Regions from separate parts of the Zea mays genome. Here region 2 is linked to region 1. The links are chromatin contacts, called in public Hi-C maps. All regions are on one chromosome and are shown on one strand. Each heading gives the region's core, a stretch centred on a gene start, on an enhancer-like site or on the middle of the called end of the contact. The rest is flanking DNA. Distances are from core to core; before and after follow the strand shown.

Region 1 (5,374 bases), core at 1,254-3,753:
CTACTACATGCACGTTGTGACGAATTGCTTTAGCAGTTTCTTTGCTTCGGCTTTCACAAGCCAAAGCTCTCTGGTGTAATTGTGCTAGTGTAAAGAATTGAATGCCTTCTAATCTTTCTTTTAAATAATATCGCAGACCATTAAAGGCTAATCCTACTAGCTGTTTCTCTGCTAAATGAATTTGAAAGCATCGGTTTCTTGTATCTCGGAATCTCCGGATGTAATCATTAACCGATTCATCTTTTGTTTGTCGCAACGACACTAAATCTACCAAATCCAACTCATAATCACCGGAGAAAAAATGATCATGAAATTTTTGTTCTAGATCCCCCCATGATGAAATGGAATTAGGAGGTAAAGTGGCATACCATGCAAACGCGGTTCCTGTTAGCGATAATGAAAATAAACGTACGCGAAATGCCTCTGTGTCGGCCAATTCTCCCAATTGTGCTAAGAACTGGCCTATATGTTCGCGTGTGTTTTTCCCTTGATCACCCGAAAACTTTGCGAATTCGGGTATCCTGGTTCCCTGTGGGTATGGGTGGTGATCAAATCGGCTGTCATAAGGTTTCCGATATGATTGCCCCCCAGGGACCATGCTTACTCCGAGCTTATCTCGAAACGCCCCAGCTATTTCTTCCCTTACTATATCAATGGCAGCCGGTGCGAGACCACCGGCTCTCTGGTCAAACATAGGTGGGGTTGGCTGGATATTAGCATGCTGTCTTTCCCCCCATTGGTTCGAGTTACGTGGTGCATTTTCATTTGCCCTATATGGGTCATAGGTTTGATCGTTTCTTTCCGGCCTCCTGGGTGGGGCCGGAAAGCTTTCCTGGGCTCTGGATCTTGAATTAATGGGTTGATGCATTGTATAGTGCGATGGGAAGTGCTGCTGGGACGGGTGAGGATTCCGGTAACAATCCTCCTCAAAAAGGTCATGTGCGGACTGTCCGGACATTGACCCGGACCGTCCGTGATTATGTGCGGACCGTCCGTTGTTGTACGCGGACGGTCCGACTGGGTAGTTTAGGTTCTGTGCCGTGTGTGGTGGCTCGGGCGCATATCTAGGTAACTCATTAAAAATAGGCCCCACTGTTGCTGGCCCGGACGGTCCGCGCTCACGTGCGGACGGTCCGGGCATGTGCAGATCGGCTGGTTTGCTGCCGATTTGCGGTTGATTAGGGTATGTGTCCATCGGCATCCCATAAAGGGGTTGTGACTGGTCGTGACAACCTGTAGCCGATGTGTTACATGCGTTATCTCCTAACTCAACCTCGTGCGAAGGAAAATTTGCGGTACTAGATTTATCAAATGCACGTACTAGTCTCTTAAAATCGCTTTGCATACCCCCTATGATGTTATGCATTTGTTCACGCTGATCTTCTACATAATTTTTAAGAGATTGCAGATCGTTGGTATTACTTACATTGGGGATATCTGGCGTGGGTTGGAGCGAAGCCGGATCCGTCGCCCGATGTCGGACGACCTTGTTGTTCCTGTCCACTTTGAAGTTGGTCAAGAACTTTGCTTTCGCCTCCTGGATCATCCGCTCCTTGTGCTCCTCGAACTGGAGCTGCTCGTCAGCCGGCAAGGTTTCCCAAGTCGGCTCTATGATGTTGCTTGGAGAAATATCAGAGCTATCCCTTGAACCGGCCATTGAGGGCCGATTTGATGAGCTTAGATATGTTTTCCCCAGCGGAGTCGCCAAAAGTATGTTGACGCCTTTTCGGAGCGCCAAACACTCAACAAGAACCGTGGCGGTGCCCTCTGCACAGGGGCGGACGGTCCGCGCGCAGGGGCCGGACGGTCCGCGGCCTGGTGCGAGGCGCGGTGGTGCTCTCTGCGCAAGGGCGGACTGTCCGCGGCCTGGGGCCGGACGGTCCGCGGCCTGGTGCGCTGCTGGGACTTCTGCCTGACGGCCGGACGGTCCGCGCCCTGGGGCCGGACGGTCCGCACGTACGCAGGGACGGCGGAAAATCGCCGACGGCGCCTGGATCTCGCTCCCGGGAGGGACCCCGTCGGGGAGTAGAGATCCTAGGTGGTGTCTAGGCTCGGGCAGGCCGACCTAGACTCCTCTAATCGACGTAGAGTCGAGGAGAGACGGAGAATTTGGGGATCGAGTGGCTAAACCTAAACTAGACTAGAACTACTCCTAGGATAAAATGCGAGTAAAAGTTGTATTGATTCGATTGATGATGATTACAAATCGGCCGTAGACCTCTCTATTTATAGAGGAGGGGGGCTGGACCCTTTACACAACTGATTCCGAGCTAATCCCGCGAATATAGCTAACAACCGTAGCACAAAACTCGGAACCCTAATCTGTTCTGCGCACGCGCGGACCGTCCGGCCCACAGGCGCGGACCGTCCGGACCGCGGACCGTCCGGCCTCAGTCCGCCGCTCAATTTTGGTTCGAACACCTTTCTCCTAGTATTAGGTGTTAAAGTTCTTGTATTAAGTGCATATTTGCACCACGGACCTTGTTATGCCAGCATGATAGAGGCGCAGAGCCAACCGATGCAAAGTGTTGCTAGGAGTCTAGGACCAATAATGTAGTTGGATTGTTTTCACCTCCAAGAGCTAGTGTATATTGTAGGAAGCTTGCAATGCGGGGAACACGAAGGGCATAGTCGTCAATTGCGCCCTTCCGAGTTTCGCCACAGCTCAGGCAGTCCGGCAGTCCTCCCACTCCCTACACGAGGACGCTTGCCCTCTCCGTCATTAACCATCCCAACCCCCCAAGACCGGGACCTCCCTTTCCGTCCTCTCGCCGCTCCACTTTTTTAACGTAGACGCCCCACCACCCACCGGCGCGCGACCGACGCCGGCGATGCTCCGGCTGTCGTACTCGCGGCGCCTCCTCCAGAGCAGCAGCGACAGCGGCGGCGCCATCCCCGACCCGAACCCCAAACGCATCCCGGGCATCCCGCCCGCCGACCCGCCCGCGGCCGTCAACTCCGATGTGGTGGTGATCCTCGCCGCGCTGCTCTGCGCGCTGATCTGCGTCGTGGGGCTCGCCGCCGTCGCCCGCTGCGCCCGATCCCGGCGCAACAGGGGCGCTGGCGCGGGGGGCGACGGCGCCCCGGCTTCCCCCTCGAGCGACGGCGGCAGCGGGCACCGCCACCACGCGCACCACCAGGCCACCGGCGCGAGCGCGGCCGCCACGACCACGACCGCGACCGCGAGCGCGGCCGCCGCCAGCAAGGGGCTGAAGAAGAAGGCGCTGAAGGCGCTTCCGAGGCTGGCGTACGCGGACGCGGTGGCGGCGGCCGCGGCGGCCCGGGGCGCGGCGCCGGCGGCGGAGGGCGAGGAGGAGCAGGAGCTGCTGGCGGAGTGCGCCATCTGCCTGGCGGAGTTCGGCGAGCGGGAGGAGGTGCGCGTGATGCCGCAGTGCGGGCACGGGTTCCATGTCGCGTGCGTCGACACCTGGCTGCGCTCCAACTCGTCCTGCCCGTCCTGCCGCCGCCCCATCGTCCTGGACGACCCGGCGCCGCCCAAGCGGTGCCGCAAGTGCGAGGCCGTCGTCCTGGAGGCCGTCCTCGCCGCCTCCTCGTCCTCCTCCGCCGCCGCCAGCGGAGGCCGCGGCGGTGGCGGGTTCTTGCCGTAGCGTCAGCAGTGGTTGGCCGGTTGTTTGTCTGACGGGTGGGGGCCAGGCCGGGTCCTTGGTTGTTGAGCTGCCCCCATCAGCCCGTGCCTACATGTCACTGGTACAGCGAAGATCCCCTCTAAAGCAATGAAAACGAAAATAACTAGAAAGAAATGCGATTCTTTTTGTACAACCTTTTGGAGTTCGCAGCTTGGGCTCGTGGGGAACTTGCAACTGGTATTGTACATGAAAATTGTAAATTGGGGGTAAAAATCTACTACTTCACAAATATATGACATCATTAATTATTTTTGAAAACTTTGACCACTTGTTTTATTCAAAATGTAAAATTTTAGGTGTAGTACAAACTACCTTAATCGATAAAACAAAATAAAAAAAAATTAAATGATAACTTATTATTTTTTAATTAAGTGGTTAAAGTTTTTTTAAAAAATTAACGGTGTCGTATATTTATGAACGCGAGAGTATTTGTTTTTATATATACTAGTGGCACTGTAGTTTCTAGGGAAAGTCCACTCTGTAGTCTATGAAATAGAGAGGATTTATTTTATTTTTTAAGAAATATGAGTTACTCTCATCAGTAGACTAGGGTGTGCTTTGGCATTATATTTCTGTGATGTTTACAGCTTGGAAGCGGACAGGCCGTTGGATCATCTTCTAGCAAGGTGCCAATGTGATGGGGTCTGTTTAGGGGAGGTGATGGATTACGATCTAAATGTTTATTCACGATTCATTTTGGTTTTTAATTAATTTTGTTCAAACATAAATGAAAATAGAGTCTGATCTTAGTATGATTCATCTTTAAATTTTCAGTGTAAAATTTCATTAGGCTGTCTTTAACCGATAGCGTAAAATAGGAAAAACAGAACTGTAGATGATGCCGTTTACAAGAGTGAATTTTGAAATAATGAATGAGGTGTGAGATGGGACGGAGGATCTGCTGAACATGGCATTACCATCCGAGGGTAGGTTGCTGCCTCGCGCTCGTGAGGATATGGTATGATGGCCATCAACCCTGTTTGGCACATGTTATCTAAGAAGCCGGTGAAAAACAATTTCATTTTGTTGTCTACTTTTATTTCATTTTTAAAAAGCAGTTAAACTGCTTGTACTTAAATCCATAAAGAACCTGTAAAATAAATCACGTCAAACTGACCGAAAGCCCGTGTCCGAGGGCGAGGCTTTTGTCTTCCATTCCATCAGGCAATTGGAAGCACCCATCGGTTACTGCGTTAAAAAAGAGAGAGAGAGGAAAGGTTACTGGTGCTCCATTTCATAATTTCTGCCATCAGATGAAACTTGAGCTGGTTTACCGTTTTAGTGGGTCAGAACGATTCTTAACCGGATTGTTTTCTAATTTATATAAACTTTAATTAGCTGTAACGGTTTCGGGTGTAATCCGACATAAACGAACAAGGCCTTACGAATTTTCGGCTAGAGGTGGATTGAGAGAAATGAAGGAGATTAAATTGCTCTCTATTCAATTTTGGGGATTTAAATACTCACCAAAGAAACGTATCTACCGATGTATGCTCAAAAACTAAACGAGTCCTGGAGTTTGTCACTCGCCGCTTGCTACCAAGACACGGTGGTGTCTACAGCCGACCATGCTCCATGCAGCAGGATAGGATAGCCCTACTTACCAAACAACAATGGAAGCGCAATTTTTCATTTCACCAAGGAAAGCCCCACAGCCTCAGCCAGTCACACGATCCGGATCCGTCGACGCCGCTCCAGTCGCGTCAGATGAGAGGACCATAGCCCAT
Region 2 (5,740 bases), core at 1,892-4,391, 130 kb before region 1:
CACTTAGACCGAGTGAGCTTCCTTCCTTGATTTCTCGGGTCACTTAGACCCCGCAAGGACCACCACACAATTGGTGTCTCTTGCTTCGCTTACAAGGCTTTGAGAGTAAGAATGAGAGAAAGAATAAAGCCAACCAAGCAACAAGAACAACAAAAGAACACAAGTCGATCTCCTCACAAGTCCTAAAAACTAGAGTTGAATTGTGGACTTTGATTTGATCGGAGGCTTTGATTTGTGTCTTGGAGTGTTGTGTATTGCTCTTGTATTGAATGAGGAGTAGTGAATGCTTGGATGCCTTGAAGAGTGGTGGTTGGGGGTATTTATAGCCCCAACCACCAAAGTGGCCGTTGGGGAAGGCTGCTGTCGTATGACGCACCGGACAGTCCGGTGCGCCAGCCACGTCACCCAACCGTTAGGGTTCGACCGTTGGAGCTTCTGACATGTGGGCCACCGGACAGTCCGGTGGTGCACCTGACAGGTCCTGTTCACTGTCCGGTGCGCCATCTGCGCCTGCTCTGACTTCTGCGCGCGCAGTCCGCGCACTATAGCGTTGTCAGCCGACCGTTGAACTCGACCGTTGCGCTGGCTACCGTTGCTCCGCTTGGCACACCGGACAGTCCGGTGAATTATAGCGGAGCGGCTCCCAGAAAACCCGATGCTAGCGAGTTGGAGTTGATCCACCCTGGCACACCGGACAGTCCGGTGCGCCAGACCAGGGCAGTCTTCGGTTGTCTTTTGCTATTTTTATTTGAACCCTTTGTTGGACTTTTTATTGGTTTGTGTTGAACCTTTGGCACCTGTAGAACTTATAATCTAGAGCAAACTAGTTAGTCCAATTATTTGTGTTGGGCAATTCAACCACCAAAATCATTTAGGAAAAGGTGTAAGCCTATTTCTCTTTCAGTGGCACACACAAGAGTTGACAAAACTAATCATTCCAAATATCATCAGGTTTCTTAACACGGATGTACATATGCTAAAGCAATTGAGGTGTCTTGTGCACCGTTTTTTGCATTCTAACCCTTTTTAGATTTTATTTTCACAAATACGTCCTTTCCAGTTTTATTTCAAAAAAATAGATCCCTAGCTCGGCGCCGAGCTAGAACGTGCCGACGCCAATTATTTTGGGGCTGCGTGTACTTGACGTGGCACGCTGACGTGGCGGTAGGTTGGCGCCGTGGATCTTGTCCCTGTGTAGGAAATGTGCTGTCAAAATTTTGTACTTACTATTATGTTTCTTTCTTTGCACAGAGGAGACTGTCCGACTGCACTGCATTCACGAGCCTTACTCTACCCTGATCTTAGGTATATATCTATATCTTATAGTTAGTAGTTAGTTATTATTGGTAAATATTTATTAGTTGGCAAGTAGTTAGTTATTATTGGTAAATCGTTAATAGTGGGTAAATCATTAGTAGTTAGTAGTTTATTATTATTGGTAAATTGTTACTCCACCGCGTGGTGGTAGTTTGTAGTTAGGTATTAGTTAGTTATTATCTTGTATTAGTTAACAATTATTTATTAGGTACTAGTTAGTCATAGTGGATGGGGTTATGCACTAACCATCACAATTGGTTATTCAACGTTGAATTCGTATTTCAAATAGATGGACAATTTTTTGGGCATATACCTTAGAGTCATAGTGGAACAAGATCATTATGGAAATGCTGAGTTCGTTGACATACAACGTGTGGCTGTTATATTCGATGATAAACCCTCCTTTAGTGAGGTGGTTGCTAAGGCTAAGGAGAAGATCGGTTGGCATGAAGCTGACGACATCGTCGTTGATGAGGGTGCTAAACGTAGGTCCTCCAACAAATGTGCAAAGACTTATCGTCCCAATTGAGTGTCAGCGAGGGTGGGATAATTATGTTAAATCAGCTATGAAGACCAAAAAACAAGTCATGGAGGTGGTGGTGCGACGTTTGTTAGTTGCCTCTCGCCCTGAAAATGAAAACTATGATCGTGGTGTCGAGGTTGTGCTAACCGTGCATGATGCTCAATCTGCCCCCAATATGATCCCATTAAATGGGTCTACAAATGATTGTGGCACCAACTCGAATGGCAAAACAGTATATTCACCAACACACTCACCTGAATAGTGTCCAAGGAATTCATGTTCTAGTGGTTGTGGTGTCGTCATATCGCAAAAGTACTGCATACTTCTGTTTATATTCATCCTCCTCCAAGTGATCCAGTTCATTGTAGGAATGTACAACATCTAGTAGATATATATATTAACATCTAGTAGATATATATATTACCGTATATGTACTATAATGGAGCATCGACGTATGTTGAAATAAACATGGACATCTGTATCCGCGGCTGTCTCGCGGATGCCGACTGAAAAAAATCTACATCACCAAACAGATCGACCCGTGGGCCTGTGGCTCTACATAATTATTTACTATACCTCTCAAATAGATTAACTAACACACCATCTAATTATTTACTATACCTCTCAAATAGATATTAATTGTTAGCTGCTCTAACCTAAATAAAACCAGCTAATAACTTATTAGTTAACTAACAATTAGTTCTAGAGGTTTAAAATAATATGACCTAATAAACATGTTGCCTTTATAATTCTTACACATTTAGAGCCAAAATAAGACTTCTTTTTGGAAAAGAAATATCATGGTATTTGGAACTCGATTAAGTATTCGAAGGAATCTAATGAAAATAATATCTTACACTAAAAAATCAGTTTTCGTTTAAGGTACTTCCTAACTATGACTTTTTTATCTAGCACCAAACTAAAAATTTTCTTATTGCAACGTGTCCACCTAAATGAAAGCCATACGTACGCCTGGTTTTTGATTAGTTATTTTTTAGTGATAAATAAAAGTGCAGGTGTAAATGATAACTTCGTTCGGCTTATTCTCTTGTTAAAATGTTTGTCTATCGGTGAGGGTCCTGATTAATACAGTATTTGAAAAACAATTCAGGGCCCAGTTTGAAGCAATATGAAAATGGCGAGGAAAATCACCCGCCGCAGAACACGGTTCTTTTTCTGTCGGAGCTCCTTGCCATTTGAACCCAGCTGGGACAGCTGCTCTACTTTAAAATGGACGCGCACCTCCACCTGGGTCTGTCTGCGCAGGGAGCCAGGGACGCGGACGCGGCGGCACCGGCAAGCGGCAAGCAATTGTCTCATCTGCTCCACTCCATCTCCATTTAACGCACTCTCCACTCCTTCGCGGCGGGGGTTTAGGCGCACGGCGGCAGGCCAATTAACGCCGCTGCGGCGAGCACCGGGGGGGAAATGGGCGGCGACGGCACGAGGGCGCTGGACCAGACGCCGACGTGGGCCGTGGCCGCCGTCTGCGCTGTCATCGTCGCGGCGTCCATACTCCTCGAGGGCTTCCTCCACCACCTCGGTCAGGTTCGCCGGCTCGAATCGTCCCCTTCCACCACCAATCCTTCTCTCCAAGTACTCCAATGACATTTTTCGATCTTTCAGCTTGGTTTGTTTTCCGTTCTTGAATCGTCTGGCCCGACTCTGCCTTGAGCCTTTGAAATACTCAACTGATGTGCGTTTTCTGACTTGTTTTCCTGGGTGCTGCTGCTCTGCGCGTCTGCCCCAGTTGCTCAACAAGAAGCGGAAGAAGGCGCTGTTTGACGCTCTGGAGAAGGTTAAATCGGGTAAAAGATTGAGCTGCATTTCTTTTCTACTGCGGAACTTCAGTTCAGTCACTGCTGTCGTTCGCAGGCGAAGTCGAATTTGACGCGTTTTTTTTTCGAGTTCCGTGTTCACAGAGCTGATGACTCTGGGGTTCATATCGCTGCTGCTGACCGTGACGGGAAGGTACATCGCGCGCATCTGCATCCCGGAGGGAGCCGCAAACACCATGCTGCCCTGCCGCCTGTCCGGTCACTCGGTGGCGGAAGAGCCCAAGGGCCATGGCCGACGGCACCTATCTGAAGATCCAACCAACCTTTTTTCCTGCCGCAAAGTGAGTGACTAAGGTGCACTTGTAGTTTAGCGCCGTTCCACCTGTATGTATTGTAAGGATAAACAGATAGTCCAGTGTCTTGTTGTCCGGATTTGACTTCATGTGAGGGGAGACGCCAGGCAAGTCTAGATTGTGCTGTTCATCTGTGCTAATCCAAGTGACGGTGGCAGGGCATGGTGTCGCTTGTTTCAGCCGACGGCATGCATCAGCTGCACATTTTCGTGTTCTTCTTGGCCGTCTTCCATGTTACCTTCAGTTTCTTCACAATGTCCTTGGGTAGAGCAAAGGTATGGTTGCTCCTCGCTTTGTGCTGGTTTTCTTATCTCAAAGCACTCATGGACAAAGGCTGCAAGCTTGCATTAATTCCGAATAATTCTTTGCAGACTCGTATATGGAAGGTGTGGGAAAAGGAAACTTGCTCCCCTCAGTATAATTATTTAAATGGTACTTTATATTTTGATGATTGGCTACTTTTCTTAGTACGCTTTTATGCAAAAAAAAAAGAAGTATAACATACAATTGTTAAAACCATTAAGTTTATGCATAGTTAGTTTGATATTTATTTGTTTACTATCAAGCTGCTTTGGTTTCTCCACTAATTTGCAAATTTATGTCATATATTTAACTTATGCAGACCCCTCAAAGTTCAGGCTTACGCACCAAACATCTTTTGTGAGGCAACATGCAAGTTGTTGGAGCAAAAGCACAATCACGCTCTATTTTGTGAGTCATTTCATGGCTCCTTTCTGTGGCTACAATAAGTTTCATAGACTATGTAATACTTTCTTCTCAGTTAACACTTAACATCCACAAAATACTTTGTATAAATGTACTAAATATTGAATATGAAGAGTTTGTAGTCTACACTTGGTGTCTTGAACATACTTTATCTGTCCCAAAATAAGTGTACTTCTAGAGTTTAGGTGAAGAGATCAATGTTAGTGAGAAATTACATATGTACCTCTATAAAAATGTAACCGTTGCATTTTAGGATGAGAGAAAGTAAAAAAAAGAGTTAGGTGGTCCAATTCCTAGATGTACACTTGTTTTGGTACAAAATTTGAATTATAGAAGTGCACTTATTATGGGACAGAGGATATATTGTTTATTTCATCTATAAATTAGTGAACAAGGGAGTAAGGGACCCAAAAGGTCTCCAGAATTTCACAGCAAAAAATGAGTAATAAAATGATTATCAACCAGTGATATAGTGACTGAACTAAACTTTAATGCTTTTTCGAATGATCTTCTGTCACATGGAATCTATAAATGAAGCTACTGACTTCGGGGCCCATTGTTGTATGGTTACACTTGATATAAAACTGTAGGTGAGCTTCTTTAGGCAGTTCTTCAGATCCGTCCGTAAGACAGACTACTTTACTTTGCGACATGGATTCATTTCAGTAAGTAATTTGAGATTCACGAGTAAGCTCCTGCTATCAGTTTAGGTTGCTGAAAAATCATTTTACAGGCTCATTTATCTCCGGGGACTAGGTTCAATTTTCGAAAGTACATTAAAAGGTCCTTGGAGGATGATTTCAAGACAGTTGTTGGCATTAGGTAAGAAATGTTGATAATTTACTTTGTAGTTATATATGCATGTTATATACTTTTAAAATGTAGTCCATCAAAATTAGAAAACCCAGTCGTTTCTAATTGTCTTACTCGCTAGATAGATGAGTATACTAATCACAAATATGCTTCTGTCTAAGAAGTTGATCGGTATAGTTTCTTAATTCATGTAGTTTTGATTTGAATACCTAGCTTTTTTTTGGAAAATG

The links. Hi-C and Micro-C count contacts between places; a contact is called where the count stands out from the background.
Region 2: a Hi-C map of leaf shows a contact between it and region 1, with 2.7 times the contacts expected there. The contact joins the promoter of LOC542061 here to the promoter of LOC103637601 in region 1. A contact is called at or near these places in 4 of 25 Hi-C or Micro-C datasets (bundle sheath, ear, leaf and 1 more).

Annotation. Positions count from the first base shown.
Region 1 is chr1:85,312,883-85,318,256 of Zm-B73-REFERENCE-NAM-5.0, reverse strand. LOC103637601 (RING-H2 finger protein ATL80) reads left to right here and starts at 2,503. Exons shown (of 1, transcript XM_020546420.3): 1 at 2,503-4,261. The coding sequence starts at 2,832. The coding sequence ends at 3,608.
Region 2 is chr1:85,442,320-85,448,059 of Zm-B73-REFERENCE-NAM-5.0, reverse strand. It overlaps LOC542061 (barley mlo defense gene homolog 2), which reads left to right and starts at 3,141. Exons shown (of 15, transcript NM_001111698.1): 1 at 3,141-3,388; 2 at 3,591-3,648; 3 at 3,763-3,959; 4 at 4,130-4,246; 5 at 4,343-4,403; 6 at 4,594-4,682; 7 at 5,288-5,362; 8 at 5,431-5,519. The coding sequence starts at 3,269.